Regions from separate parts of the Mus musculus genome. Here region 2 is linked to region 1. The links are chromatin contacts, called in public promoter capture Hi-C maps. All regions are on one chromosome and are shown on one strand. The core of a region is the stretch at or near the end of the contact, and the rest is flanking DNA. Distances in the headings are between cores, read along the strand shown.

What was found. Promoter capture Hi-C pulls out the DNA fragments that hold promoters and counts their contacts.
Region 2: a promoter capture Hi-C map of macrophages shows a contact between it and region 1, with 6 read pairs. The contact joins the enhancer-like site here to the promoter of Serinc1 in region 1. A contact is called at or near these places in 5 of 39 promoter capture datasets (the 3T3-L1 cell line, the HPC-7 cell line, hippocampal neurons and 2 more), 6 of 484 Hi-C or Micro-C datasets (CD4 T cells, CD8 T cells, cerebellar granule neurons and 1 more), 3 of 115 datasets of contacts at active chromatin or transcription factors (astrocytes, bone marrow-derived macrophages and memory CD8 T cells) and 3 of 9 other capture datasets (adipose tissue, liver and macrophages).

Annotation. Positions count from the first base shown.
Region 1 is chr10:57,529,156-57,534,684 of GRCm38.p6, forward strand. Serinc1 (serine incorporator 1) reads right to left here and starts at 3,374. Exons shown (of 9, transcript NM_019760.3): 1 at 3,202-3,374. The coding sequence starts at 3,240.
Region 2 is chr10:57,743,264-57,748,792 of GRCm38.p6, forward strand. No RefSeq gene overlaps it. Among named protein-coding and RNA genes, the nearest start is that of Fabp7, 39 kb to the right of the region's middle. Within about 2 kb of position 2,403, at least 58 of the 459 cell types and tissues checked have an H3K27ac peak or open chromatin away from gene starts, as enhancers often do. A contact at or near this core is called in astrocytes, bone marrow-derived macrophages, cortical neurons and 2 more, where this site is marked.

The sequences.
Region 1 (5,529 bases), core at 2,124-4,623:
GTAGTGATTCTGGAAAGCAGATGGTGTCGACCCTAGGAGTTGCCCATCTTTCTAACTAGAATAGGTCAGCACAGCAATTTGCCTGAGGAGACAGAGCTGAGAATTCACAGAAGTGAAAGCAGCTAGCATTCCCAGGGCAGAATCCCAGCTGTCTAAAACAGGTTGAACTCATTTCACTTGTAAGCAAGCATCAAAGACATAAACATCTCTAAGTAATTTACCTATATCCAAGAGCATAGCCCAAGAATAGTTTTTAAACATTGAATGAAGTATATCCAGCCTTCATCAAGGTAAAACCTGTATCTGACATCTAACAGAGACTCAGAAGACATGGAGAAGAACAGGAATATACAACCCATGAGGGAGGACCAAGTAGGCAAAACCAATCTGCAAGGTAACATGTACAAATGTCCTTTGATACTGTTAACTACATTTTACACAGTCAAGACAGTGGAGGGAGCCTAGAGCATGGGAAGGAGACATGGAAGACGATTTAGAAGAACCTACTAATATTTGGAGACAAAAACAAGATATGTCAACTCAATACCATAAAACAAAGACATGGGTTTTCACATTTACACTGAGGAGCTTAGCCAACACAGGAGACAGGAATAAAAGATGAAAAACTCAGAACTGAAGAGAATAAAACAAGGCTCAGATGACCAGCAAGAGGAGTCTACAATATACTGACTACATAAAAGTAGACTTTATATGCAGGCAACACGTCACCACACTAGACTCCCCAAATATCCTAACCAGACAGGAACCTGCAAGTTTTCTCTGGGTGCACCAATAGCCTCAGATGAGCTTTCTGCTGCAAATGGCAAAACTAGATCAGTTCATTATAAAGTCAAAGCTGACAAGTCCTACTAAACTGCCTGTGTCTGAAAGCAATCAGGGATGATTTCTTAAAATAACAAAATTGTGTTACAAAACAAAAATGGAGCAGAGCTTGGCAGTGAAACGGGTGCTTGGTAATTCCTACATCTTTCCTCTTAATTACTTAGCTACATTAACTATCTGGGGTAAAGAAATGATTGTGATTGTTCACAAGATCTAGTTATTAAAAAGTATCTATTCAGAATACCAATGCTGACCTTATATTGAGGAAAGATATGTTAGTGGCTGGCAGTATTACAGTTAGATAAAAGGTCCAGAGATGCTCACATGTAAATTTTCTTTCATACATTTTTGTAGTTCAGGAGTAATGTTTTATAGTTACTTTATGAACCAGAAGCAAAGTGTTACTAAACTCGACTGAGTCTTCAAAAATCTGTTAAAAAATGAAAGCCTTTAAATTATGGATTACTTGACATACTTAATTATTTCAACCAGAGGAACAGTTGAATAAAATTTCACCTCATCAAAGTTCCCAAGCAAGTAAGCATATTAAACTTGGGAGTTGGAAAAGATGGAGGTGTACCTCCTAATACAAATTCTACTTACAGATATACACTGAAATCTAATAGTTAAAAGGAGCACACTGAACAAAAGGTATGATTCAAACTTCACACCATGAACCTCCAGATGAGTCAGAAGAAAGGTGCATCATGATGAACAACTTGCCCCCTAGTTCCAGTCATACCTAACCCTGCTATTGTTGCAACCTCTTCAGTGTACCTAGGTATAATAAAATGATGCTGGCAAGACAGCACCAGTTTCATCAAAGACATTCCTTTCGTGAACAAAAGTGTCAATCTAAGTTGTAGATGTAGTCATGCAATGTATCCAATGGTGTTCTCCAAAGCTATTTTGACTTAAAACACACATATACAAAAATTCCTTAAAACTTAAAAAGACAAAAGAGAACAACAACAACAACAGTGCTCAAAACTAAACTGGAAAATAATAAAATGGAGAATTCATATCCCTCTAACTCTATGGTCTCAATGGAATTGCTGTGTGCCCACACCACAACCAAGCTAATTCTAGTATTACAAATTAAATAACTCAACATCCTAACAAACAAACCAAGGAAACATTTTATAATAACTACTTACAATTGTTATGTGTATGCATATGTGTCTTATGTGTGGGAGTATGTGCCCATGGGAGCCAACTGTCAGTGGAGAGTAGACAGGGGGTGTGAGATTCCCTGGAACTGGAGTTACAAGCAGTGAACTGCCGAATGTGTGGGTGCTGGTAACTAAACTCCATAATCTAGCAAAAGCAGCAAGCTGAGTCATCTCCCCAGCTCCTATTTATTAAGTTTTACTACACTTAATTTTGCCTTCTGTATAAAGGGGTCAACAGACTCAATTAGGCTCTCCGAGGTCAAATTTCCTTATCCAACTGCAAATAGCAAAATATAAGGGAATAGCTCATTGGACTTACAAACAGTATTGAGTAAAAACTAAGCATAATTCTCGTCATATCATACCAAAGCAGTTTTCAAATGATGAGGCATGTAAACTAGCCAGTACATTGGTTACATATACACAAAGGGATGATTTAGTTAAAAAAGATTGTTCCGAGTTAAACTTAGAAATCATTGGCCAAAGAATAAGATTTGAATCCAAATACCTCACCCAAAGCAATGAAGCTTTTTATTATAAACTGCTCTGCCAATGTTTTGTCTATTAGAGAACGGGGTCATCTGTGCCATCTGGTTTACGAAATCTTGCCACTGTTCTAGAGGATTGTACTGCCTCACGAAAATGCAACATACCCTTCCTATAGCATCAACTTTCAGATTGCACGTTCATGTTTTACGTCAAAAAAAAAAAAAATCAGTACCCACAGACCTGAACACCTTTTCTAGAAACATAAATTTGGAAATATAAGAATCAAAGCAAACAAAACCGAAAAAGGTACGTAGTAAGGGAATTTGACTTCTGTATTAAAAACAAGAACAAAAAAAACCCGGTAAGACTACGTCGACACTTGTCGAGATGTCCCAAATAACGGGCCCGACTCCCTGGCGGCTGCGTGTCAGAACAAAAGAGGCCTCCGGGAATGACAGTGCCGCAGTGCGAGGTCGCCGGAATCGGGGTGACAAGGAGAAACTCAGTGCCCGTGGGAGGAAGGAGCTGGAACGGCGACGGCCGAGGCTCCCACGAGAGAGAAAGCCATTGCTCGGGAGACGCCCCGCTCCGCCCGGCCTCACCCTCACTAGGCTCCAGCCCCGAAGCGGAGCCGCAAAGACCGGAGGAGGGCGGATAAACCCAGCTCGCACGGGCCGCGAGCCCCAGGTCGCCTTACCCAGCTCGCCACGGAGCACAGCCCCAGAACGCTCCCCATCGCCGCCGCGTCACCAGCTCGGCGCGTGCCGACAAGATGGAGACAGCTTCTTTCGTCCTTTTTCTGGGCTTATTTACTGTCTGGCAGGCACTTCCGGCGCAGACGCACAAGCCCCTCAGCTTCGCGTGCGTCACTTCCGCTCAGACCTGGACCCGGTGACTGCTGCCGGGCGTGCGCAATGCGCCGAGAGGAAGGGCGTGGTCTTCAGCGATGCTAGATTTGTGGCTTCATGGAGTGGGCCTACTTTGCCAAGTAAAGAAGACTGTGTTAGGGAAGGCCTCTGTCATTGTCTTGAATTTGGACGTTAGAAGAGCTACTGTTACTGTTTTTTGGTTCCTCTTGGGATTTAGCCATCTCATTTCCACTAAAGTCCCCTTTTTAGTTTTGTTTTCTTTGTTGTTGTTCTACTAACATACATATTTTACTCCTGCAGCCACTATGTGGAACAAGTTTCACTGGTGTGTGTATATATGTGTGTGTGTGTGTGTGTGTGTGTGTGTGTGTGTATGTATGTTATATATCATATATATACATATATGTATGTATATATGTATATAATATATATCTGTGTGTACATATATATGTGTCCGTATATATATATGCGCGCGTGTGTGTGTGTGTGTGTGTATGTGTGTGTGTGTGTGTGTGTGTGTGTGTGTGTGTGTATTTCCCCCGCAAGTTTGGGCCTTTCCGTTCTTTTGTTTACTATTGAGACACATTTTAACATGTACTTGAAAAAGGGTTCACTTAGTTAAGACATTTATTATAGTATAGGGGTTTATTAACAGCTATCCGGACATACAATTGACATCCTTGTTTTGATGTGTATGTTTGGGCTGTGTTCATAGAAAAGTGTCGATTCTTATTTTTCTGTAATTTGCCCTTGAAAACATTCCATGAGAAGAGTTTGGTACACAGACATCACTTTGAAATACCCATTACTATAAATATTTTAAAATAAAGATGTCTCATAAAATTGACAAAAAACGCATATAGAGGGGTGGAGTAACCCTTATCAATCTGGCAGAACTACAACTGTTAACTAACACAGACCAAAGAGTGGGGATAAAATTGAAAACAGAAGATAATCAGCCTGTGTGTTTTGAGCATGCAAATCTGTAAAGTCTCTGGTATCCGTTCCCTAGTATTTGGAAGTTCAAGATTCAAAAAACAAAAAACAAAAAACAAAAAGAAAAAAACAGAACACACAGAGCTACAAAATGTTCAGTGAGTCCATTTGTAGTTGGAGATAGATATGGAAGACTGGGAACCATTGTAGTTACAAGAGTCCTGAAAGTAGAGCCCAACATTTCAAGACATAAACTATCACGTAGAGGCTATTTGTACCTCCTCTGATTGATAATGTGACCTCTATACTCTTTCGCCCAAGTGTAAAACTCTGTTTTCAGTATAAGTTGTGAAGACACTAGCTGTTACAGTTAGTATTGTCAACTTGACAGAATCTAGGTTCATCTCTGGCCATGCCTATGCAGGATCATCCTGGTTACTCTAATTGATATGGGCCTTAATTGTGAACAGAGCTGTGATGGGCTATAACCTTGACTTACGAGCTAAAATAAGCCCTCACTCTCTAAGCTTCTTTGATGAGAGTATTTTATCACTGCAAAAACAGAAGGGAGGGAGGGAGAGAGGGAGGGAGGGAGGGAGGGAGGGAGGGAGGGAGGGAGGGAGGGAGGGAGGGAGGGAAAACAAGACACCATTAGTAAGATGCTTGATTTCTCAAAAGCTTAGTGTCTTTATTAATATATATGGGTATAAGATTCAACTATAGAACTGTAAGGGTTAAATTATATGACACATGTTTTTACAAGTGCAAATGCTAGCACCATATACAGGAGTCCATAGAAAATCAACACAGGTTATTTTCTCTACTTTCTTCCCTACCAAAATTACCACTGTCTGTGATTTGCCAACCTAGGTTGGATACAGCCTCCACCTAATGGGTTGCGTCAGTTTCTCAGGTGATGTCTCCATGTTCCTTTATATTTTCTTGTCTATATTTGTGGGATGGATATAATCAGCTAACTTATAAAATGAAGTTTTCTTCCTAGAAATTTGATACTCTTATGAAGGAGACCCAGATATCATTTAATATGTATTGCTCATGTAGAGAACTCCTAGTCAGTTGTAATTTCTGGTATCTGTCATGTCTTTTCCGCAGATGTATAATAATTTATGTGAGAACATTGTTTGCTATGTCTGGTAATAGAGTGATATGTTAATTATAAAAAGTATGACTTCTATGAACAAGTTTTAGAGATTCTGCAA
Region 2 (5,529 bases), core at 1,153-3,652, 210 kb after region 1:
AGCCCAGCTGCTGAGGCCTTGGGGAGCCACTCTTCAGAGAGTAAGATATTAAGAACAAAGGGCTTGTTACTCCTTTGATTCCATGGACTTGACTTTGGCAGTTCTGTGAGAGCTCCCAGCGCACTAAATAGACGTTCAGATATTCCTGTTTTATTTTTTTTTAATCGATTTGGATTTAAAATAACGGGGATTTACTTTTTCCTATCAATTTTTCGATGTCGCAGTGTGGTGGCTACTAAGAGGGACAGAGCAAGGCAGCCAGTTTGTGTGGATTTGGGTGGATTTCTACCTAAAATTGGGTAAATGATATTGCTTCTTGGGTAAATTATTTTGCTTACATGTTCACAAAATTAAATACTTATGTATGAAAATTCATAAAATGGACACCAGGTGGCGATGTCACTCTACCGCTAACACATCAAAGCCAATCTGCCCAGATTGCCCTAGGTTTCCAGATTATTTTTGTTGTTGTTGCGTTGTTTTTACTAATGCTGCTGTGTGTTGGTGGGGATTATCTTAAGCGGGCAGGGGTGGAATCACCAAACTACAGTTTTTCACACACACACCCCTCCCTGAAAAGATGCCTTATCGGACTATAATAAAGTACTCTAATCTGGCTACTGGTTTCTTTTCAATTTTAGGGAACACTATTGAACTTAGGTGCCAGGAGAGGGAGCTATAGTGCATCTTTAAAATAAACTTAGGCATGTATAAAGGCTACGGCTTTTTCTATTCAACAGTTTCTTTCTTATATGCAACACAACCAGCTAGATTTTATTTATTAATTTAATACGGTTGTGCACAATGCTTTTTTTTATTAAAATCAAATTACAAACAATTCTGAATTGTGTAAAACTTTAAGATTCAAATAGGCCTTTGATGCCTTTCAAGTTAGAAGCACTATTTGCCAATTGAGACTTATTTGGATCTCTCAAAGCAGCTTGAGGCAAGTGAATAACATGTGAATGGGCGTCTTTATTCTTGCCTTAGTGCAGAATATCTTCTATCAGAGCACAGCCTCCTTAGTGAGAAAATGGGACTCTTAAAAGAAAGGACATGAGGTTAACTGATTTGCCTGGTCTTCCCAGGGTGGGGGTGGAGGAGATAGCTATTTTCTCACTGTGTGCTGTGTGGGAACGTTGAATGTACAAAGAGGATGCTGGCCAAGAAGTCTTGGCAAGGAACTGTTGGGGACTAAAGGCACTGAGTATAGCTGCTGGTACCACTGGAGTATTTTCCCTAGAGAGGACACATGCAAGTGATAGCATGAGAAGAACATAATGTCTAACACTAAGCATTAACTATTATCCTAAGTGCTTCATACATAATTAGTTCTGACTATAGCCCTATGCATGAGAGCACATGGCCCAAAATGGCTACCCAAGATGAGCCCAGTAAGAGGCAAAGACAGGTTTTAAAGCAAGGCAGGCTGGCTTCAGAAATGGAACTTTCAAACTGTGGACTTCTTTTTTGTTTTATGGTTTAAGAGTTTATTATAGAAATGCAGGGGAAAGAGAGAAGAGAGAGAAAGGGGGAGGGGAGAGAGGAGAGGAGAAGACAAAGAGAAAGGAGAGGGGAGAGAGAAGTGAGAAAAGTGAGAGATAAAGGAATATAGGAGTAAGAGAGCCAAACTGTGGACTTCTATCATCTCCCCAGATAGCAAGAGACACTTCCATAATAGTTCTCTGATGTACACATATCATTCTGAGAGCTTTATTCACATGGGTCCTTATAAGTCATATACTCCCGTGGTATGGTACTACTATTGTCCCTGTTTTGCACCAGGAGAAACTGAGGCACAAATGAGTTAAAAGGTTAAGGTGATTATTGACGGTGAGGATGTGTTTAAAGGCAAGAATGCTTTTTATTGGGCTGGAGAGATGGCTCAGCAGGTAAGAGTACTGACTGCTCTTCTGAAGGTCCTGAGTTCAAATCCCAGAAACCACATACATGCACATGGTGGCTTACAACCATCCGTAATGAGATTTGACGCCCTCTTCTGGTGTGTCTGAAGACAGTTACAGTGTGCTTAATCATAATAATTAAATCTTTTTTTTTAAAGAAAAAGAATGCTTTTTATTTATAACAAAGTCCTTTTGAAGTTACAGAGCAGATGCAGAATTCAGTGTGGATTCCTCCGCCCCGGGGTTTCTTTTGCTTCTGTTTATGCCTCCCCTCCAGGTTCTCATGAGCTATACCATCTCTTTCTAAGGTACTGCTATAATCATTGAATGAATAATTTTTGTTCTTGGTGCCTATTAGCTGGGATTTAAGTACACACACAAGGTCACTAAACATGTAGAGAAAACAAGACACAACTTATTTCACTTCCTCTGCACTGAGGGCCACACCCTGTAATAATTCTGCTTTTACTACTTTTACAAAAGGTTGCAGGGTCATGACACATGTCTGCTTGCTTCCTGTTACCAGCCAGTCTTTGCTAGTATTCTCTGTTAACACAGACAGGCTGTCTGTAGGTCTCTGGAGCAGGTGTTCACCTCCCAGTGATAATTAACAAGTACACAGTCTCACTCCTCAGACCAGAACATCTCTGTCTCAAGAAAATGGAAGTTTATGAAATGGACCAGGAGGTAGTGAGGCAATGATTACTCCATGATGATCAGAGACTGGGGGGATGAACTGATCAGTTAACTCTGCCTATTAGCAGAAAATGAGGCTCAGCGGCTGGGTTATTCCATCACTAAATCCAAAAGAGGGAGAAAGAATACTTTGCTTCTTTGCAGGTACTCTTTTATTACACATTCCTAGAGTTTCAGTTTTCTTAAACTGAAGTTATAGGAAAGCTAACAACCTAGACTTGATAGTCTTTGAATTTGGGGATTTATTTTTGAGATATTTTAAAAGAATAAAACTCTGGCAATAATGGCCTGTTCACTCTTGCAAACAAATTTATATTTTATTTTCCCTGAACTACTTATTTTGTTTTTTTCTAGTTTGAGAGGAGACAGATGGGGCATATTGCATGTGATCTCCAGAAAAGTACACTCAAACTTGGTGACTTTGTTTCTCAGCATTGACTGAAGGTATTATTAGCAAGTTCTTCAATGCTCATGCATGACAGCTTAATTCTACACGAGTGTGCTGAGTCCTCAGTCCTTACTACCTCTCCAAGATATGGAAACATTTAGTTCCATTCTGATGCCTGCCTAACTTTCCTAGGTTGCGTACATGTTACACTGTGTTGCCTTGGTGATAAGCCCTCCTATTTCAGTGAGTTGAACTCATAAGAACTTCCTTCCTTGTGGAAAAAAGCTTCCTGTGCCCCTTCATTGCACCCCATTCCTGTTCCGGATGGCTCTGGAGTTCTCATAGAGCTATTAGGTCTTCAGTGGCCAGAGAGGGTGAAAAGAGGGCCCCCTCTATGGCTGCCTCTCTGAGTGCTCCTACAAAGCTTCTGCTGTCTCCTCCGTTCAGGATCAGCCAAATGATGAGCAGCAGCATCAGTGTGGGTCACATGACAGAGTAAGCTGTGATAAGTGAAGGCTACAAATGAGGCAATGGAGTGAACTCACAGAGGAAGGCTGAACTCAAAAGGAATGGCAAGTATTTCAGATGAGAGGTGCCGAGTGGCGACCAGAATTGCATAGGTGGATTGTTGAGTTTCACATTGTGGTACACACAGAGAAAAGCAAGGTTCAACATTGAAAATGAGGTTCTGCAAAGATCCCGAAGACCCAGGAAAATCAGGCTGAGACATCTGGGTTTTGTCCCTGTAAGCAAATGCAAACAAAAGCAAATCCTACCTTGTAGTAGATAAATGAAAAGTGGGCAGCAGTCAGCAAAAACTGACTTGTAGTTTCCTCCTTACTAAGGTGATAAAAGTATTCTGACAAAAATGATTTATGGGAGGAAACAATTTAGCTTAAACTCCTAGGTCACAGTTCATCCTTGAGGGAAGCATAGGAAATCTTCTCCTAGGCTGAGGTTCTCACACAGGCTCAAGCTCAGCTAGCTTTCCTCATATAGCTCATGACCACATGCCTAGGGACAGTGGGCTGGGCCCTCTCTCATCAGGTAACAAAAGACAGTTCCACCCACAGACATGGCCATGGGCCAATCTGATCTAGAACATTTCTCAACTGAGACTTTCCTATCAGATGACTGTAGGCAGGGTGAAGTTGACAAAATACCTAACTACAAAAAAACAGACATGCTCATCAGAAAATGAAGGTATTAGTAAATTTGAACAAAATAAAATCCCACATTCCTTTGATCAACAGACATCTTTGCTCATTATTCACAAATACCTCTTTGATGACACTTGATAACATTTATTGCATATCCACCTTCCTTCCCCTAGCTGATGATTTATTCACAAAAGCAGTCTCTCCTGAGATGAAAATTTCCTTCTCTGTTTGTTTTGTAATTGCCTGAAAAAAAAAATAGCATTTGAAATGCCCTCAACAATCAGAGATGCAGGCAGAAAAAACAAAAACAAAAAAACAAACCTGGATCCTGAACTACTGTTGGGTCTAACACTCACACTACTGCATTTTAACAGGCTGGGACACAACCAGGCTCAGGTAGCATAAATGAGTAGAATTTCTATGCTCAAGAACTTTCTATGGATTGTCTGGATAGGAGCAAAGCAACAACTGCTAATTCCACAAACATGATGGAAAAAGACCATCAACCCGAATTAAACCAAGCTTTATTTGTGTACGCACCAGATCTGAATCTTGGGTGTCTCCCTCTAAGGCAAGGGCTAATGAGACCAATCCAAATCAATTTTTCAACTTTTTTTGTTGGGCAAAAACCCTGAAGTGGTGAATTTTGCATGTAAGCCTGGTTACAAAAGCAAAATGTAACCTTAACATACTGCTTATAAGAAGCAAAAAAAAAAAAAAAAAAAAAAAACATGGTTGCTGTTTCCTGGAACAGGCAATGCAGGATCATTTGTAGTCAAGGTCACAGGTTCAGAATAGCCTCCATCCTTAAGAAACAGTGATTTAATTAACAACAGAGATAAACCTACTTTGGCTTTCCTATAATACAATGGCTTTCAAGCACAAGTTGGAAGCAGGCTGGTTTATCATCATCAGATAATAGTTGACAAGCCAACTTTAAAGGCAAGTACTTGTTTTCATTGCTTTTCAAATGGAAAATTACTAGATCATAATTGGGGAGGAGAGCAAAAGAGAAGAAATACTAAGAACTAAGAGAACACATAAAGAGAAATAGGAATAGAAATGGGTATTAGAAACAAAGGGGAAAGTGAACCAGTTCCAGAAACACAATGAGAGGAAATAAAGCTATGTAAACCTCCCAAGATGGTTGCCCAGGGAATGTAACTGGGAGAGTTTCTCTCTCTCCTGCCTGAATGATTATAGAGGGACACAGTGGTTTGCTCTCTTAGCTCTCCTAGTATCAATTAGAAAACAAACACATTTCAGGCATTGGCATATGAACACTGAATTTCCCATGGCAAACTTCTAAACAGAAGTGGTCATTTCATTCAATGTAACAGGAAAAGGAATAACAAGGTGGAAGCCCAGGAATGTAGGAAAA